2 separate regions of the Capsicum annuum genome follow, and region 2 is linked to region 1. Evidence: chromatin contacts called from public Hi-C data. All regions are on one chromosome and are shown on one strand. Each heading gives the region's core, a stretch centred on a gene start, on an enhancer-like site or on the middle of the called end of the contact. The rest is flanking DNA. Distances are from core to core; before and after follow the strand shown.

Evidence for each region. A called contact is a pair of places that touch in the nucleus more often than the background predicts.
Region 2: a contact with region 1 is called in a Hi-C map of leaf, with 2.1 times the contacts expected there. The contact joins two enhancer-like sites. A contact is called at or near these places in 3 of 5 Hi-C or Micro-C datasets (bud, leaf and placenta).

Annotation. Positions count from the first base shown.
Region 1 is chr8:165,650,622-165,657,577 of UCD10Xv1.1, reverse strand. No RefSeq gene overlaps it. Among protein-coding and RNA genes, the nearest start is that of TRNAM-CAU, 6.4 kb to the right of the region's middle. Within about 2 kb of position 2,812, at least 3 of the 5 cell types and tissues checked have an H3K27ac peak or open chromatin away from gene starts, as enhancers often do. A contact at or near this core is called in leaf, where this site is marked.
Region 2 is chr8:165,691,709-165,698,664 of UCD10Xv1.1, reverse strand. LOC107840238 (protein SRC2 homolog) reads left to right here. Exons shown (of 7, transcript XM_016684040.2): 3 at 131-257; 4 at 348-419; 5 at 3,017-3,062; 6 at 3,180-3,501; 7 at 3,594-3,859. The coding sequence ends at 3,631. Among protein-coding and RNA genes, the nearest start is that of LOC107840238, 4.8 kb to the left of the region's middle. Within about 2 kb of position 3,419, at least 3 of the 5 cell types and tissues checked have an H3K27ac peak or open chromatin away from gene starts, as enhancers often do. A contact at or near this core is called in leaf, where this site is marked.

The DNA of each region.
Region 1 (6,956 bases), core at 1,563-4,062:
AAATATTTTAAAAATATATATATTATCGTTAAATATGTGGAACTATCTTCTACTTTAAAATGAATGAAGTTCCAAAAAAGTTGAAGCCAAGATATTACTTTAACGACTTTATTGTCAAACTGGTCCTTGATATTTGAATTTTCTTTTGATTTTATCCAAATTAAGTGAAAAAGCTCTAGTTAGTCCTTCATACTACCTAAACTTTTCAAATTATCAATGAGATCAGTGTCGAGTCCCCCACCAATAATTGTTGAATAATACAATACATCCCCACACCAGACGTTCATTTGTCTAGTGGAAAAAAGGGAAAGAGAAGCAAAACCTTAATCTAAATTTTGATGATTTTGGCTCTTCTTAAATCACCAGCTTTTTGACTTGGTCTGTCTTTTTTACTCCCACTGTTTTATAATAAATAAATTGTTGGACTTTAACACATATATTAAGAAAAAAATATTAAAAACATAAATTTAACACAATTTTTTATTTTTACCCCAAAAAAAAAAAGTTGACCTTGTGATACCTTTTCAAAAGTTAATTGGTTGTCAAATCATAAGGGCAAATTTGGAAAAAAATTCAATGATTCGCTTATTTCGAAACATCAATAAATACCTCAACAATTCACTTATTTCGAAACGGAGGGTGTATTAAGAATACTTGTTATTATTTCATAAATAAAGGCAAAAATCTCACCACACTATAAAAGTGAAATAAAGTAAAAACAAAACCTTCTTCTCTTTGCCTTAATTTCTCTATTGTTCTTTTATTTTTTGCTCACAGCTGTAAAGGTGAAAACTACAGCATAACAAATGGACCCATAAATTCCATGATCATCTTCTTGTACCAGGAAAAAAAAAAAGAGAAAAATGCAAGCCCAAATTTGACCTTTAGTTGAATTCTTCTCATACATACTGTTGATGTAGAAAAGGTGATTCTAATTTGACCTTTGCAGTAAGTAAATTTGTAATACCAACAACTCTTTTGTCAGTGTCTATGGAATGTTGTACAAATAACTACTCCTTCAAACCCAACTTATTAGTTGATGATTTCTTTTTTATTTTGTGCTTAGAAATGAAAGCATTTCATTTTTTTTTAAATTTGTTGCCGTCAAAGTCATATATACACACGCGCACATACACAAACTATCTATGTAGCAATTATTATGCAGTTATTAATAATAATTGTTATTCATGAATGACTTATTTTAATATAGGGTATCTTTTCCTTTCTAATGGTTTATAATCAGTTTTTATTTATATTGCTAATATACTAATCTTTAATCCATATTTAATCTGTCAACCAAACGATGGATCAGCTATATACACACTTACTTTTTGATGCAACATAACCAACCAACAACAATAACAATAATATACACAGTGCATACATTCTTACAAGGAGATCGGGGCTGTTTTGGATAGGCTTTTGTGTCAACTAAACATATCAAATCAGGGAGAAAAAAATGCACTAAAGAAAAGTCTCAATTACCAACCAAATTTTAAGAATTTATGCCGGGAGTTTATATTAAGATGAATTATTCCAAACCAGCAACCAAACATATCCCTAGCTTTTGTTGACTCCCTAACATTTTCATTTTTTACAACCAAGAGAAAAAAAAAACATTTTCTTTTAAACCTTGTCTACCGAAAAAAAAAAAAATCAAAATTAAAAGGGAAAGAGGAGAGAAGCAAACATTTATTAGGCATAGTTTTTATATTTGTTTCATCTTGTGAATGAATTGAAGATGAACACACGTAACACAGCAAGCCTGGCAAGAAGTTGATGTAAGGAAATGTTTTTCAAACTCTGCCTTCTCACCATAAATATCTACTGACATTAAAAGTGACTTACATTCATACGTATGATTTTTTTAAATTATTCTTAAAAATTTGATTTTTTAGTGGTTTGTGTCTGGAACTGCCATATATATATTTTTTTTAATCTAATTAAGCTTTAGTATATATATGTTCTAAATTAACGTTGTCGATGTGGTAGGATCTAGGATGGATAACCAGAGAACAACGAGCTAATTCACGATAAATTATATATCACAATACAGATTACGAAATAAAAGAAGACAGCTTGATGCATGACGCAGAGCTATATCTGAAGGGTTCAGTCATGTAGGTTATTTGCCCTCATTTAAGCATTACCAACTGATTCCGCGGCTCTAACATAAAGAGTTTAAATAATATTGAAGCTACATGATTTGTGAGACTTCATATTACGGATCCAACTTGTTTGTGTAACTGAGAGGTCATAGTTATTTATGAGTATGTCACGATCATCATCACCAACTGGTCAGTCGTCACCATGGAAGGTCTCAAGAAGCAGAAGCTTTGTTAGTGTATGGAACATTATCTGTGTCAGTGGGCCTTGTCCAACTATTAATTGACCAAATGAAAAAGGACCCCATGCATGCCATTTATTCATAGAGCTGAAAGAGTCCAACTTGCTTACAGTGCATACGCTTCGCGTGAGTTATATTATGGTCTCCATATATGAATTTGGCACTCCCCAATAGGTTTTACTTGTCACCTTTCATTTTTCGAGAATCAAACTGCATGAACTTTGACCAACAATTAAATTAAGATGTATTTTTCATTATATTAATCTGAGAAGGATGAAAACTTACTGTTTTTCACGTAGTTTTTGAATATCTAAACTTTAAATTTAAAATATTGAATATTTTTGCTGCAGCTCTATTTTTTCCCTCTTTTTGTTCTCTTTCTATTTTTTTGAGCCGGGGGGTCTATCGGAAACAGCCTCTCTACTTCTTCGGAGGTAGCGGTATGGACTGCGTAGATTTTATCCTCCCCAGACCCGCACTTGGTGGGAATACACTGGGTTTGTTGTTGTTGTTGAACTAATTTAATTCGATTTAGCTTCGAAGAATAATCAAACGGATTCACGAAAAGTGACATGTGACAAGTAGAAGCTAACGGAAGAAGTATACATTTAATAAGGTGCTCAAACATTTGTCCTTCCACTGAGCGCAGTACATTTTCCATCTGTTTCTTCTGCTATGTACTCTCAGTTATTGCTTCGCAGCTTCTATTCATGATGATTTATCCCAAAAAGAATCCAAAGCAAAATCATATTGTCCTAGCTATCAAGACATAGGACTATATGTTTAGTGATAATTCTAAAATTTAAAGGTAAATCTATACACTGAAAAACATGCTATAGCTAACCCAATACTTCATTTAATCAAGTTTGATGGTAAGGCCAAAACTACAAAAGAATAGCATGTGAATGTTGTACTAATCAAAACATGTGACATTTAAGTTGCTCTAACAAGACGATAATTTGATGTCACTTTGTTCTTGGCTTCTTCTCATTGTGGGACTTGTGTAGCTCATCGCACAAACTATTGTTTAATTGTTCCCACATATCGTTTAAGGTTTTCACACACATATATACTCGTTAAGATTTTATTTTATTTTTGGTTAACCGTTAAGAAAATTTATAAAAGATATTACGTACTTATTTTACTAAGAGTGTGTTGAAAATGTTTGGGGATGGAGACTTGGGGAGAGACGATCAACGTTTGCATCTATGAAGTTTGTTTTCAAACTTGTTTTTAAGAAAAGATATTTTCTCTAAAATTTTGACAAACTGAATATATGAAAAAATAGGAACCATATCAATCATTCCCCAAGTTAATATAGCTGTTTCATTGAGCACTTGGATACATCTGTTGCATCATAACATAATTAGGGCCCTTCCATTGTGTGTGTGTGTGATATTATACAAGTGCTATAAATTGTAGTCTTTTCTAAGACTTCCCCTCTCAATTAGGTGAACATCAAGAACCACTTGAATTTCAATAATTTAGGTAGCCATATATTTTTACAAACTGGTTGACACATTAATACTACAGAAACAAACAGAACCTCCAATAGTAACTTGATTGAATAACCAGACATAAATGGGTGCCCACAAATTCCCATATCGAGGTACATTTTAGATTTTACTCTAGAATAAGTAGACGAGGTAGCATTAATACACAAATAATAAAGGCATTGTCCTCTGTCTTGGATAGAGTGGTCCTATGATTTTGCTAAGTGAAGGCTTGGTCTAGAAAATTTTACTCTTTGGAATTTTGTCAATATAAATTCAATGGGTTCACAAGAAAAAAATAAACATTTTAGTGAGAGATTTTCAGGGGGGGTCAATTCTTTGGCCCCAACATCTGAGAAAACTTTTGCTGCCACATTGGAAGCATGTCTTTTTTTTCAGACAAAGATCTGAGTATCTCATTGACAGTGGCTATATTATGAGTGTGAGTTATTGCCCTTATCTATATATGGTGACCACTTCCATATCTCTTATATTGGACTAGTGGTGTAAAATTGACATTGTGTATTTCCAGGCCAGTTATGTCTTCTATGGGAACCTTCCTCGTTCCGCCTTCGTACATAGGATAGTTTAAGAAGTGAACATCCTTCTTAGTATCAAAAGGGTCAGATGAAAGCATATGGCATGTTATTTCACTAGAGTTTTTACGAGGGACATGGTCGCGATGGGCTCCCTTCCAATAACAGTTCCCGATTATATTTGATTTCACACACACTAAAAAAAAAAAAAAAAAAAATTGAATCAAAGAAATTAGTATTTCAAGACTCACAAGAGTTCATATGGTTTCCCACCATAACTACACACATCTCCATTATCACTAAAAGCACTACTGTTTCAATTTCTTTTAACGAATAAAGATTTTGTATTATAAATTTATATTTTTAAAATATTTAATTATTTTTTTAATTTAAATTGTATATTTATTATGTTTAAAAATAAATAAATTGTGCATATTCAGATGATGAAAAACAAGCAACCTTAATCATTTAGTAATTCGATCTAGTTCGCTATAAACTTACATGTAAGCAGTTTATTGCTTCAACATTTATCACCCAAATGAAATGAAACACGCATATCATTAAATTTTATCCCCAAAGAAAATACCCTGTTAAGTTGTAAGGGTATATATATATATATTTTTCTTTTTTTTTTTTGAAAAGCCAAAAATATGGATGTAGCTGGTGGAGTAAAGTTAAAGAGAGATTGTGATCAACTGAAGAATAAAGATGAAAATGATAGTGACAAGACGAAGACCCTGTCAATCTAGAATATTTTCCATAGTAAGGTAAAAAAATGAAAACAATCATTTTAAAAAAAGTTGGAATGTGAAGATTTTCATAAATATTGTTACCAAGATAATATTCCATTTTCCGTTTACCATATGGTACATCTCCTAATTTCATGCCCGTGACACTGTCCTTGTCTACTATTAATGTTATATGTACCTTCAATCAAATTTGAATTCTTCTTTGCTTATTTTGGCGGCTTCACTATGTTTTTTTTTTTTTTTTTTTGTGTCTGTGTGTGTTGTTTAGGGTTTTGTAAGGTACATGAAGTCCAGTGCCAAGAGACCCCAATTCAACATGTGGTATAACAAGCTGTATACTCAGTTATGTATTTATTTTAGTTACATGTTTCTTCGATCATTTGGTTTCTTTAATTTATACTTATTTGGATTCTTGTCATTAAAAAATCCATTAGAGGGAGGTTGTAGCGAACCTTTACCCTTCCACGAACACTATCCAGTTATATAGTGAGATATTTTTAAGTTACTAGTTTAGGTCCCGTCTACCTCACTTTATTGAGTTCAAACGTTACACTAAATAGTATATTTGTTTAAATAATAAAGATGAATACAATAATTAAATTCAACATCTTTTGAAAAATTTATTTAATTAAACCGAACTTTACCAAAAAAAAATTTTAAAAGTCGATCGACATTCATCTACCACTGTAAACTGCAACAAAATAATACGATGATAGAGACATCAAAACAATATAATTAAATCTAATCTTTACACAAAAAAATTCTCAAAGCCGCCTGAAATTATAACAAAATAATACGACAATGAAAATAGCAAAAAAATAATACAACTAAACTTTACCTTTACACAAAAAAAAGTTCTCAAAACAGAGATATAAAAATAATACAATTAAACCTAACCTTTAATTACCTAAAAGAATTCCTCGACGCCGACCGACATTCATCTATACCACCTGTATGAGCGACACTTTTGACACTTTTGACACAATATAATACAATAGTGATCACAAAGCTTCAATTTTGATGAAAATAATTCTTGTATGATCGACAATTTTGACACTAAAGAACGACTTGAATGAAAACAAAGAAGATATATATATACATATCCACATACGTTGAATTCTATTATGTTCACAAAAATAGTGAGAAGTTGAGAGTTAGAAAATTAATCATCCATTAATCTAGACGTACAATCGAATCAAGTTAGATGAGTATCAATCATATTTTTCCAATAAGTAAATCATCTTCTTCTCTAGTTTAACGTGCATTTCAATATGTATAAAAATATTTCCTTAATAGAGTCATATTTTAGGAGTCTATATATGAGTCTCATTTATTTTAGAAATCTAGTTAATATAATAAAAACAATTAAATAATAAATTAAAGAAAATAGTGAAAAGATAATTTTATTTAAAAGATAGTTTTTTAACGAAGGACAAAAAGTTCAATAGCTGTCAGAAGGCCTGAAATCAACTGAATTAATACTGGGCCTTAAACAGAGTAGTCTTGGCTCATAACTCTGGGCTTACTCCATCTTGGGTTTTTTTCTGTTGATCTGCTGATCAACCCGTCATAGGTCTTATATGAGCATGCCCTAAAAGAGCGAGATATTTCATACTCAAATACTTAATATTAATCAATTCTAAACAAACATGTAATCATATAACTAAGCAGGACATTCTACTTTAACATACAAAATATATATAGGAAAGAACAAGCGCTGATCATTTTTTTTTAAAATAGCCCATAATTTGAAAATGTGGATAACTTTAGTCAGTTGGTCCAATTTATTTCCTTCTTTTAGCCACTGGCTCAGTCGGCCACATGCAGTTTC
Region 2 (6,956 bases), core at 2,170-4,669, 40 kb before region 1:
ACACACAAGCAAAGACGATCAACTATTTTTTAGTATATTGAACAAATAAAAATGGATGGAGGGAGTATTTTGTATTGTAGTTTTGGAAAGTTGACTCCTATATTATTGATTTGTCTGGAATTATATGTAGATGGTGGCAAAAATCCCACATTTCAAGAGAAGTTTGTGTTTACGCTCATTGAAGGATTGCCAGAGATAAATGTTGTGGTTTGGAATAGTAATACCGTTACTCATGATGATTTTATCGGAAGTGGAAAGTAATTCTCTCCATCTGTTTTCTTCGTTATGTTTTGTTTGGAGTTTGTCTCAGAGAGAGTACTAATCTTTGTTCAATTTGCTAATTCCAGGATTCAACTACAGAAAGTTCTTTCAGCGGGATACGATGATACTGCTTGGCCAATTCAGACCAAGAGTGGCAGGTAAATTTATCAGCAAACTAGTTCCTATTTGGTAGCGGCAATTTGTATATTAGTGCTTTTTCTTGCTGAAAAACTCAAGCTTTTGTAAGCTGAGGAACACACTTACCCTTTCGTTTTGTCACCTGAACTGGATTGAATAACTATGATTTCTTCCCTTGAATTTAACAACAACATACCTAGTATATTCCCACCAAATGGGGGTCTGGGGAGGGTAAGTGTACGCAGTCCATACCACTAACTCAGAGGTGAGATAGAGAGGTCGTTTTCAATAGATCCTCGGCTCAAAATAAAACAATCTAGACAAGGAATAATAAAAAGACAAGATACAATCGAAATCAACACATTCAAATTACCATATACAAGATACACCAAGTAATACAAATCCTAAACTAATACTAACCTTCTACCATAATCCGCCTCCTCCACAGCTTCCTATCTAGGGTGATGTCCTAAGTAAGCGGGAGCTGCTCCATGTCATTTCTAATCACCTCCCTCCAATATTTCTTCGGTCTACCTCTACCTCGCTTGAAACCATCCTAGCCAACCTCTCACATCTTCGGACTGGGGCATCCGTGCCCCTCTCCCTCCTCATCATATCATGACCGAACTATCTCAACCTCGCTTTCCTCATCTTGGCTTCCACCAAAGCCACTCTCACCTTATCTCGAATAACCTCATTTCTAATCCTATCTTTCCTAATACACTCACACATCCACCGAAGCATTCTCATCTTCGCCACCTTCATCTCCTGGATGTGGGCCTTCTTGACAGGCCAACACTTTGCCCCATACAACAAAGCCGGTCTAACCACCACTCTGTAGAACTTCCCTTGGCTTTAACATTCATAAATATTTGAACCCCAAAGTTGCCTGTATGCATACATGTATACTGTATGCATAACATGCATGCAATGCCTACAATAGTGATGAGATTATTAGTACTTCCGGTACATTTCTCTTTGATGAGGCTTAATATTATCTCCTATAATTAGTTTCAACTTTGAACTCTCTTATATTGATTTCCTCTTAAAATTTTCAAATACATATTGATTAATGTAATAAGGGGAATGCATAGATTGAACATAGTAAATACAAATTTAAAAGATTTCACTGAAATTGTCATCTAGAGATTTCTTGAAAAGCTAATCATAGGTTTTTTTTTTTTTTTTTTCATATATTAAAAGGTATGCATAACAGTGCCTACAACTTGTAGTTTTATTATCAAACTTGCACATACCACTTCAGGATGGTGTTGCAGCTGCAAGGTTTAGGCTTAAGAACTTAATATGGTAGTAGTCGTGGTCAAGATATTACGTGTAGAGTATGTTTAGGTTGTTGTCTGAAAAAACGCGGAAAGCTTAGTATCTAGGTATTTGTTTATGGTAAAATGTGGACATGGACAAACCTTATAAGAGTCTTTTCGTAAGAGATACTTAAGATGATTTTTCCTGTCATAACAACGAAAAATCTATTGCTAATAACTCCCACACTGAAGGAGCTGCATTTTAAAGTAGAGAAGAGGAAATCCCAGAACACCTACATTCTTAGTTATGGGTAAAAAGAAGAGATTTAATTAAACAATGGAAGATTGGTACAAGCCACATTACCGTGATCAACGTCAAGTATCCTCAAGTCTTTGAGAAATCTGAAGGATCTCTAGGACACTCATGTAGTTGCATTTAAACAAAGTGAGTTATCACTTGTTGGTACTATGCCAAGGAAATCAGAACTTAAACTAATAACTTACAGAAAATAATCCCATCAATCTTGTTGTTTGCACATTTCTTGAGCGGGGGTCTTTCGGAAACAACCTCTCTGCCTCTGTAAGCTAGGAGTTAGGTCTGCGTACACCCTACCCACGCCAAAGCCCACCTTGTGGGAATACACTGGGTATGTTGTTTGTTTGTTAGTCTTGCTGTTTGCCTATTTCAGATCATTAACTTTTACTGTTACTAATAATTTAATAAGCGTTGTCAGTTGTGCCAAGGTCAAAGAATACAAGGGCCAATTAACATACTATTTTGCTTTTTCAAGCCCTGCAAGATGGGAGTGGATTAAGTTAGTTGGTATTCAATTGCCATCTTTGATAGTCATCATCCTTCTCTGGTTCTTTTCTTTCTAATTCGGAAGCTGACTTTGTTGGTTGGTCTGGAAGATGTAATTAAACCTCTTTAAAAGAATATACGAGGTTGACTGTTCTGTCTTGTTTATTTTTCTTTTTATCATGCGAAGTACTTGACTCAATGTTTCATGCGAAGAACATTGCTGTCGCACTTCTTCTATTGATTTTATACACTTAGTTTAGCTATCAAGGTACATGAAATTATGCCCGAAATTTTGTTCATGACTACGAATCTTGTGATTAATGGAGACCTTCATGTAGGTCTCGCTAACTATCTATATAAGCAATTAATTCAACTTTGAGATTCTCTAAAACTATCTGATGAACTTGTGTTGCATCTGCGGATTTTTTTTTATCATTTCGGTTTGGCTCTCGGAGTTGTGATTCATTGAAGTTCCACCACATATACTGAGGAGGATGTAAAAGAATTTGATAGATAGGAACAGAAATGTTGACACTTATTCCTTCTTTTACAGGCATGGGGGAGAAGTTCGGCTCATAATGTTCTATGCTAACGCCAATGTAAGTAGTACTGCGATCTATAGCATCCCCACCCCCCAAATCCCTTCCGTTCTGATCTGGATAGGAGATCGCATCTTTCTAATATATCCTCGACATGTTTTCTCTTTATATTTCCAGAAGCCGGCAACAAGTTATGCTCCATCATACACAGCTGCATACACAGCACCACAGCTGCATACACCTATGTACTCCGTTCCTCCACCACATGTAGCTTCTTGTCCACCAGCAGCAACTTATCAAACACCATCTCCGTATCCTGCATACCCGCCTCATTCAGCAGCATATCCATCCACATCTTATCCTCCTCCTCAACCAACTGCTTACCCTCCAGCTTATCCACCACCTTCCGGATATCCTCCCTCGTCTTATCCACCACATTCATCATATCCTCCCGTGTCTTCTTATACACCACCAACACAGGACTATTCCTATCCTCCAGGTAACTATGCTTGTAATACATTATTTTCTTCTTTTTCCTTTTTACTAACTTCTCGATAGCATCTGACTCTCCGTCTTTATAACTCTTATCAGGTCCATACCCTGGAACATATCCTCCGCGACCTTACTGAGGCCACCTTCTGACATGCTTGTTTGAAGACTCTGCATATAAGTTGCTTATGGAAAAAAAGAAAAAAGAAATGTGCGTATAGGTTTTCTCTGAACAGGTTTCGCTTAGACATTTCTATTTTTGTAAATCATCAAAAAATTCAAGGCTTGGATGACTTGTTTGTAATCGTTTATGCTGAATTTATTTATTTTCTATACATTCTCAAGAAAGAAACGAGACCAGTTTATTAGTTTTGTTGCCTTTTTTTTTTCGCCAGTGGGATAATAAGGAAATACTTGAGTGGAAATAAGTCAAAGCTGACTTACTCTTTCAACATTATATTATTCTTCGGTTAGTTACATTTCTGTGGAAACAGTTTTAACAGTCAAAGCTAACTTTATAAATTGGATGAAGAATTGCACATCTAAACAATAGATTTGCCTCATTTATTTGGTCCATGCAATGGCTTTTCTTCAAAGTGTATGTTTAGCAATACCAATTGCACATCTATGCAATAGAGTGCCTTCTCTAGTGTGTTTGCAAAAAATGTATGCCTAGTGGATACTTGTTCTTTGCCATCAGAGTTTCTGTTTGCATACAACCATCATATTAAGAGGAAGAGTAGCACCACTGTATCTACGTCTCAATTCAAAACAAGTTGAGAGCCGCTATATGAACCTATATCTATATGAATACAACAAGAACAATTATGTGAATGCATGTAGACTGATGATAGTCTTGTCACATCAGGTTGAATTTTGCAATAATCCGATGAATAGACATATGAACTAGAAAAATCAATTGGTCGTTTTGACCATGTTAAACCACTGAATCTTAAAAAGTATTTGTAATTATAGATTCAACATTTCACTGTATAAAGTTTATGAGGTGTCTTTCGGTGTTCCACTATCATTGCCCTTTCAAGTGATTGTGGCTTCTAGTTGTGTCCCATTACATTATCATACACTATTAAGATTCAAAAGTCTCTTGAGTAGTCAACCTCAGATGGTGCTTACTACTTTTTCACAAGTTAGATAAAAGCACATCCCCCTTCTGACTTTTCTCAATTTCTCATGTGTATGATTCTAGCTATAATATTAACAGCATGAAAGTGTTTATAGTTAGGTTCAGCTTGTTATAGCAGATGCCTTGGGCCAATTAGTGTTTATCTTTCATGATTTGCCGAAAAACTTGCTCGCACTCGATATTTCTGTCAAATTGTTCAAAACACATATTGATCACTTAATCATGTTCAAGTCGTGAGTATTTTCAATTTAACAGCTAGAGTGAAATCGCTTCATTTAGTATAAACATCAAGCGTGAATGAGTATTTACAATATGATAAATCAGGCACAACATAAAACTATAGAGATTTGGCAAATTAGAGAAATGATATAATGAAAATGGAATAGGTGATTTGGTACAGTATTTTGGAGTGAACTGAACCAACAACCTGCCTAATTTCATGGCATGAGGGGCCTATTTTGACTTTGGAAAAATAATGATGTAAAAAAATGGTCTTTTTTTTTTTTTTTTTTTTTTTTGTGTTGGGATTTTAGTGATTGCCAGGCGTTATTACTGTTAATCTAGAAATTAATGATGCATTATAACCTTAATTAACTCTATAAAAACAGCTGTGTAACTAACTATGTCTCCTCTCTCTATACTTTCTTAGTTGGTTTAGGCTGGCATTACCCCATTCTCTTAATTACAAATGCATCAACTAATAACCCCCTTAATTCATATTTTTACCATTGCAACAAGTTTTAGTGCAATAATTTCAAGGAGGATCATGTCAAAAGGAAATTATTAAAAATGTTACTACATTGATTCTATTAATTACATGTTAGAACAATAGTTGGGATCTTCTTTTAATTACCACGACAAGTATTTTTCTTATAATCATATGTGAACTCTCAATTTAGACCCGAAACTTAAAATAACCTATAACGATTATTATTTTTCTAGACACTTCGGGTGATATGTTTTACTTTTTGTTATGTTATCGATTCCAATTGAGATTGATAGACCAGAGGATTGAAAATCTTCATGTTATTTATTCCAGTCTGAATTTATATTAGGATTGGTAGATCAGATGATTGAAAATCCTCATGTTATTGATTCCATTCTAGATTGGTAGACCAAAGATTGAAAATATGATATAGTTTTGAATCAATTGCGTTATTAAAGATTTCTATTTTTTGCCTGTTGCTTTTACCAATTTTTTACTTCTATAATTATCACTAGTATATGAGTTAATTATTTACTAGTACCATGACTTTTGTTAAAAAAAATTGTAAGCCAACAAATGTGGCAGAGAGTACGTCAAGAAAAGACAAAGAGTACTGACTGACAAAGACGAAATCATTTATGACTTTTGAATTGGGACACATTATTTACATTTTTACCTTATTTTAATTAATTGTTGTTAGTACAATTACAAGTTTACTCAAAAATATTGCTCTTATACAACCTTATTTTACTTTGCCTAGGAGACTAGCAATTTTCCTTAGAAGATAGAACACCATTATAAGATCTATGTACTGATAAATAAATACCAGTAAATCATAATTTAATTATTTATTGAAGTACTCTCTCCATTCTAATTTGTGTTAGGTAGTGTAAGTTGATCCGAAATTTAAGAAAAAATGAACACTTAAAATTTATAGTTTTAATTATGTTACACAATTTGTATGGCTACAAATTTTAAAACTTGTTATTTTAAATATGTCGTGATGTTTGTAAGTTGCTAGAAAAATACTTTACTAAGGATAAAATACGATGCGTAAAGTTAATCATTTTCATTTAAAACATTATCGTTCTTTTTCAAACGGATTTGAAAACGTCATACAAGATGGAACAAAAACACTACTACTCTGATCCAAAACAAATTTCTAATACTTTTTCTTTGATCCAAAAAAATAGATTTTTCTAAACCCAAAGAGAGAGTTAAATATTTTTTCAAAGTTATTTGTGAAATCCCAACGCTGACTATTTTTACTTGAAAAGAATTGGGAAAGAAAAAGGATAAATGATCAAATCACTTTTTAATGTAATTAATCAACTTAAAATATATTCATATCTTGAAAACTCACTAATTTTGAACGAAAAAGAGTTCAATTGGACTACTAAACTTTGATGCTAGCTCAAAAAGGTTAAAAAATACTAGTTGTGACACAAATAAAGTTCGTGGTATAAAAAGTGAAATTGTTGAACATATATTTTTTAAATATTTTGAGGCTTAGATGGTATGAAAAATTTCCCTGTAAATTGACCTAATATCGAGAAAATTATGAATTTTACTAGATGGTGGAACAGATCTTTAATAATACTAATTAATACCCCGA